2 separate regions of the Columba livia genome follow, and region 1 is linked to region 2. A link is a contact called in public Hi-C data. All regions are on one chromosome and are shown on one strand. The core of a region is the stretch at or near the end of the contact, and the rest is flanking DNA. Distances in the headings are between cores, read along the strand shown.

The links. A called contact is a pair of places that touch in the nucleus more often than the background predicts.
Region 1: a Hi-C map of crop shows a contact between it and region 2, with 5 times the contacts expected there. The contact joins the promoter of BLZF1 here to the enhancer-like site in region 2. A contact is called at or near these places in 2 of 2 Hi-C or Micro-C datasets (crop and liver).

The regions. Positions count from the first base shown.
Region 1 is chr1:73,825,256-73,828,419 of bColLiv1.pat.W.v2, reverse strand. BLZF1 (basic leucine zipper nuclear factor 1) reads right to left here and starts at 1,548. Exons shown (of 7, transcript XM_065049935.1): 1 at 1,414-1,548. NME7 (NME/NM23 family member 7) reads left to right here and starts at 1,508. Exons shown (of 13, transcript XR_010469795.1): 1 at 1,508-1,644.
Region 2 is chr1:73,419,125-73,422,276 of bColLiv1.pat.W.v2, reverse strand. No RefSeq gene overlaps it. Among named protein-coding and RNA genes, the nearest start is that of TBX19, 26 kb to the right of the region's middle. Within about 2 kb of position 1,601, at least 1 of the 3 cell types and tissues checked has an H3K27ac peak away from gene starts, as active enhancers do.

The sequences.
Region 1 (3,164 bases), core at 299-2,798, 410 kb before region 2:
GGCAACTGCACTGTTGCATAATTTCTTTAGTCCTACTTGCTAATACAGCTTTTTTTAACGAAGTCAATCCCCAGCCAAAGTGGGTGGTGGTGCCCTGAGTGGCTGCACATGCTTAATTTAAGCCAGCAGTAAAACTTTACTTGCAGTTTGGCCCATTTTATCCTTTATCCACAAATGCTAATGATCATTGCCTCCTTTATGCACAGGTCCACCCGCTCCCAACTCCCCAGGCCACTCGCCCCTCTTTTCTATGATCTGCCATTAACTACATTAGTTTTAGATTGCCATATCCCTGTGTTTTGCTTTAGCTCTCTGTGTCATTCAAGGGAGATCTCAGAAAGTCCTCGCTTTCTTTCATTATGCCACTAACCGAAAAGGCTTAGCTACAGCTTTTTTCACTTCCACTTCTACAGCTCTCTGCCCTGAAGAGCAGTGAGCACACTACTGCCAGCTTTCTAGATTCATTATTTGTTTTCTGGAAGAGAGGTTTATCTTTTTTTGATGACCAGAAGATAAAAGAAACAACTTTCCCTCCTTGAGACTTGTCAAACTACAAACACAGGAACGTCTTGCTATCCATCGCTTCTATAGGTGGAGTTACATTTTTGCTCATTTAATACCCTGATGTACTAGACACTACCATTCATTAATTTTTTATTGAGGGTCTCTACTCATCTGAGGAAAATGAGGATGATGAAGATGTACCTGCTCCGATAGAGACCAAAATAATCAACGAAAGACTGATAATGAGCATTTGATTTTAGCTGCTTCATCTGAGACCACCTGCTGATGATCCTGGTCCTTCAATGTTCATGTTATGATACTGTTCCTATTGTTCTGTTACTTTCAAAGTCTCAATCTAAGCCTCCAAACACATGCCCCTTTTATTATTTTCCAATAAGCAAAACTATTTCACTGGTTGAATCATTAGCCCCTCTCAGCTAACACCGTGCCCCACGCAACCCCCCCCACAACACACAACGCAAGGAAATCCTGTATTAACACAGCTGAGTCACGACCCACAAGTAAACCACTAGAAAATCACCACCGGGCCAGCCCTCGCCACTCGACCCCCGCCTCTTCTCGGCTACCAGGGTCGAGGTGCCCCCTCTCACCTCAGTCTGCCGGTAAGCCAGAGCTGGACATTACCCACCGCCTTGGAAAAGAGGCTTCGCAGCCCACAGCGGTATCAGCCAAGAGAACGGGTAATAACGCAACGGGCCTGGCAGCCAGACCGAGTCCTTCCCCCGCCCGCCTCGGTGCCCCAGGAGCCCAGCCCCGGCCGCCCTCAAGCTCCAGCCCTGTTGCCACAAGGCCGGCCGCAACTCCCGGCCGCAACTCCCGGCCGCCCCAAGCACCCTGACGGACCGGGCCGCCCCGCGGGAGCGGCGGCGGTGCCCCAAGGAACATTACCGGAGCGCTCAGCAGCGCTGCTTGCTGCGGACCCCACGGCAGCCACATCCACCACCTTTCCCAACTTCCGCTTCCGGCGGCGGGCGGAGCGCTGGCGGCTGACGGGCCCCAATCGCTGGGCCGCGCACGGGGGCGGGGCTTCGGTTGCCAGGGCGCGGCTTCGCGCGGCGTCACGTCGCGGCCGCAGGCTGAGGCGGGCTGGTCGCTGCCATCGCCATCGCCATCGCCATGGTGAGCGCCGCCGCGGGCGGGCAGGGGGGCAAGCGGCCGGGACGGGCGGGACTGGGGGCAGTGATGGCAGCACCTCCGCGCCGTGACGCGAGGCTGCTCAGCCGCAGGGCAGGTGACGCTGAGCTGACAGAACAACGGCCGCCGGGCCTGCGCGGGGCTCCCGTCAGGGGCCGCGCTCCCCGGGCCGCGGGCGGCCGGAGGTGCCACCGCTGTGTCCCGCATGCCCGTGCCGTCCAGTGGGCGCCCGTGAGGTTTGCCTCGGCTCGAGGTTTGCCTCGGCCCTTCCTTTCCCTCTTCCCTGAAGGATCTTGTGAGATGCAGTGAGCGCGTAATTTTAAACTGCCGTTAGGCCTCGTTCATACCCAATCGGAAAGCTGTTTGCGCACCCAAACCTCTCTGAATTGGGAACAGGCTAGTTCAGAAGCTCGCGAGGAGCCCATTGGGAAGGCAGCCGGTGAGTTTTAAGAAGATAAGATGTTTAAGGTGCCACAGTCTTCGTTCTTGCCTGGATCTTCTGTTCAGTAACGCAAGGAAGATGGCAGGATGTCGTTGTGGGGGCACTAATGAAAAAGCAGTTTGCACTGATTAAACAACTGAGTCCCCTCTGTGGAAGGTGGCATGTGAAAACCACTGTTGCAAAGCTGATTAAAACCCGACAACTTTTAATCAAATTTTGTGCGCAAACACATATGCAAGAGCCTGGCCAATGCACCTGCTAGTGTGCTCAGCTTTAAACACCTGTCTCAAGCAGCTCAGATTGGTTCCTTAAGCCTGTGTAGCAGCTTTGTTTGCACCTTACTTTCAAAACACAAACTCAAGATCAGCATTTGCCACTTAAGTAGGAATGCCACTGTTTGTTTTCAAATAGAGCGGTTACAGGTCTTTTGTTTAATCCAGGCAAATTTGTAATTTTCAACTCCCATGCTGAATTTATTCACGTCAGTGGAAGTCCTGCTTTGTGAGTTCACACAGACATCACTTAGGTTAAATGATTGCTTCGTTGCAGCTGACTGTCTCTATGAGTGTGCTGTGTTTTTAGCGTCCCTTGATTTCTGAGGCGGCACCAAGTTAACTGGTTTACTAAAGTGGTGTCAAATCTTATAGCAACTTCTAGCAAAACATTTCATGTTGAATTTGTTTAATTTGTCTTGAAAAGCTTTCAGTGACACAAGATGCATGATCTAATGATACAGTTCTGTTACATGATGATTTTTATAGTTCATTGAGGTTTTTTTTTTAATCCTTAATATATTATATGTTGCAAATGAAGGCAGTGATTACTTGTTCTGTCCTCGGTGAGTATAAAGATATTCTATTTTTGTCTTTTATGTGCAGAAGAACTTGAAGATTTTGACTTCACACTTTCATCTTTTCACATTATTCTACACTAAACAATTTTTTTGCTCAGTATTTTCCTACTGATCATGTGTTTTTAAAGTTTCAGGGTTTTTACTTTGTCTGCAGTTTTCTTTAAATGTGGTGTTTAGTCTGTACATTTTTGCCAACTGCTGTTTCACTGC
Region 2 (3,152 bases), core at 352-2,851:
TATCTATACATGCTGATTTTCCCCACCCACCTGATTTTCCCCACTAGATCTAATCACTTCACACATACCAATTTCCACAGGCAATACCATAATCTGTAACAGGTCCAGGTCAGCAGTGTAGGCAGACACTTGTTCTCTAGGAGCCTGACCAAGACCCCGTACAGTCATCCCACCAGCTAACAGAAACCGGTCAGAGACTGGTGTCATACTTTAGCCTGGCTGGACAGTGTCCAACCTGTGGAGCTCACATTTTACTCATTCCACCTCACTCATTTTCTTTGTGTAGACAATGTGATTTAGGAGATACTTTGGTCACAGCAGTGCATGGCAGAGAATTGTACTTCTTTGCCCTCCCATTTCAGGTGAATTCAATGAGGAAGAGAAGAGGAGGCTTAGAGGTGACCTCATCACTCTCTATAACTACCTGAAGGGAAGTTATAGCCAGGTGGGGATTGGTCTCTTCTCCCAGGCAGTTAGCAATAGGACAAGGGGGCATGGGCTTAAACTCTACCAGGGGAAATTTAGGCTGGATATTAGAAAGAAATTCTTTCCAGAGAGAGTGGTCAGGCATTGGAATGGCCTGCCCAGGGAGGTGGTGAACTCGCCGTCCCTAGAGGTTTTTAAACTGAGATTGGACATGGCACTTAGTGCCATGATCTAGTAAACGGACTAGAGTTGGACCAAGGGTTGGACTCTATGATCTCTGAGGTCTTTTCCAACCCAGTCGATTCTGTGATTCTGTGTGAAATGCAATTCAAAAATAAGTAGCAAAAATAATTTATGTCTCCCAAGCCCAAAGCGTTCAGTGGGGGTCGGTGATTATATTCATTCTGCTCCATTAGACTCAAAGCACGCCTAAACTCTTGGAGGAAGAGGTATGATAGATGTCACAGATGTCTCAATTTAAATCGAGTACTACAGCTATGAAGCTCCCTACCCCCCTACTAGTAGCAAGCTGAAAGCACACACACAGATGCTTAAAAGAGGAGCCTATCACAGCTTTCAGATTCACTGAACATCCCTGCAAAACTGCTTTTTCTTGCATTCTTTTAGCTCTATCACCAAGCTCTTCTTTCAGTCCCATGCAAGTCATTAAATAGCCATCTAACACCATCTGCTGGCTTGTGAAGAAAAAAATTATACCAGCAACCTACTGCCAGGTAGGATGGAAAGAAAACACTAAGGTGTTTATGACTCGGCTCTGACTGGGTCCTCCTCACTCATACACACACCTTATTTCTGTTTTCTTTACTCTTTTTGAAAGGCAAATCTAGGTTGCTGGCACTAACAAGCAATCACAAAAAGTCCTCTGCTCTGGATTGTGCAAATTGTACACAGGGCTATAACGTACAATTATGCTTCAAGTTCAGCACTGCAGACAACCTTTACCCCTTACCATTTAAATAAAAAGAAAACAACATCAGGAAAATAAGCTACTCTGAAAACAAGCCTCCTGCAAAGTCAGGATACAATTCTGAAGGAGGAGGAGTGCAGAAGCAAGCTGGCTTTCTGCTGAGAACCCAGGACTTGAGCATGAGTCAGAAGCTGGGGATGCAGAGCCTGTGCAGTGAGAGGCAGCAGCCATTACACATTCAGACATGAGCTCAGACATCAGCCCCTGGTTTCTTGCGTCCTGTACAAAGGCCAAAGCACCAGTTACCTCATCACCCTGCAGACATGTACTTTTCAAAGACTGGCAGGGATATTTTTAACACCCAATTAGGCAGCTGCTGCTGCTGTCGGATGAAAGATGATAGCTTTTAATTAGTTATTTATGGCAGGAGAACACAGCCCCCTTCTTGTTTCTTCAAGTCAAATTTATTTCACACATCATCTAGCTCCTTACAACATGGGATGCAGTGGTTAAGCTTTTTTCTTTCACCAAAGTGAAACACAGGCCTGGCTATACTTAAATCAGGTATGAAACACTCTGTGGAGTTTGTGTGTTTCCTACTTCCCACTCCTTTTCTCTCCCCACTTTTTTCCTATTTTCATACTGAAATAGGGATGAATCACACACATTCAACAGCTCTTAAACATCAGGTTTTATGTAATGGCCTGATTTAGTCAGCCAGATATGGTGTGAAAGGACAAATTATCTTTATTGACTCCTTGCCCTATTAAGTCAGTAAAAGTACTGCCAGGATTTTACTGTGTGTAGCTATCAATGCATCTGCACCCTTGTTCGAGGTTTTCCTCTGCTCCAGCTTTTCTAGAAGCACCAATGTTTCAGCAAAGCAGATTTCACACTAGTAAACAGGCTAGTTCAGATAATATTGTAGAAGCTCCAAGAAGCCCTGACTCATAGGATTCCCTTAGCAGTAAGGGGAAATAAAGGTCATGCCTCATGCATCAGTGCTGCCCAAAATGGAAGCTTACCTGCTGTGACAGAGGCAAGTATGATCATAGGATGAATTTGTTGAAGTATTCCCAGGAGAAAGAGAGCAGTTTTTGTAGCACAGTACAAGACACTGGTGAGACTGCCTCCAAAATACTGCAGACAGCTCTGCTCACCAGGTTTGGGATGGATGAATTTCAACTGAATCAGCGCAGAAAAGGGCTTTAGGATGAACACGGCAATAGAAAACCAAATACCTGAAGGGGGGTGAGGGGAAGGTGTGATATCAACCCAAACCTTTGCTTGATTATCCAGCAAAATTAAGGCTGGGATTGCAGTTTCAAAGTATATTTATTCTGATCTAGCAGTAGCTTGCTATCAGAAGGGCAGGCCCACTTGCCCCAGTCCCACTGCCTCCCCTGTGCTAAGGGACTTAAATGAGGAGCTGGACAGAGCTCGCCCGGCTGCTGCAGCACAACTGGCTTGGACAGAGGAGGCAGCAGGGCAAAGCAAAGCTGCTGAAGGCAAAGCAAAAGCATCTCTTCTTTCAGCAGGAGCAAGATTAAATGAAGCATAATGTAAAACTGAGAGCAATTTATGAGGTATGGCGGTTGCAAAACAAAAAAAAAAAAATCCAAACCGACCAAACAAAACCAGAAAGAATTAATAATTCAGCTAAGGTACAATGCCAGCCCAAGAACCAATGTTGATAAATTAATCATGAACACATTTAGGCTGGAAATAAGCTATCTAAATGTCAGTCTTCTCATGGGGCAACTGGGTCCTAAGCCTCAATTAATATTAAGATATTCTT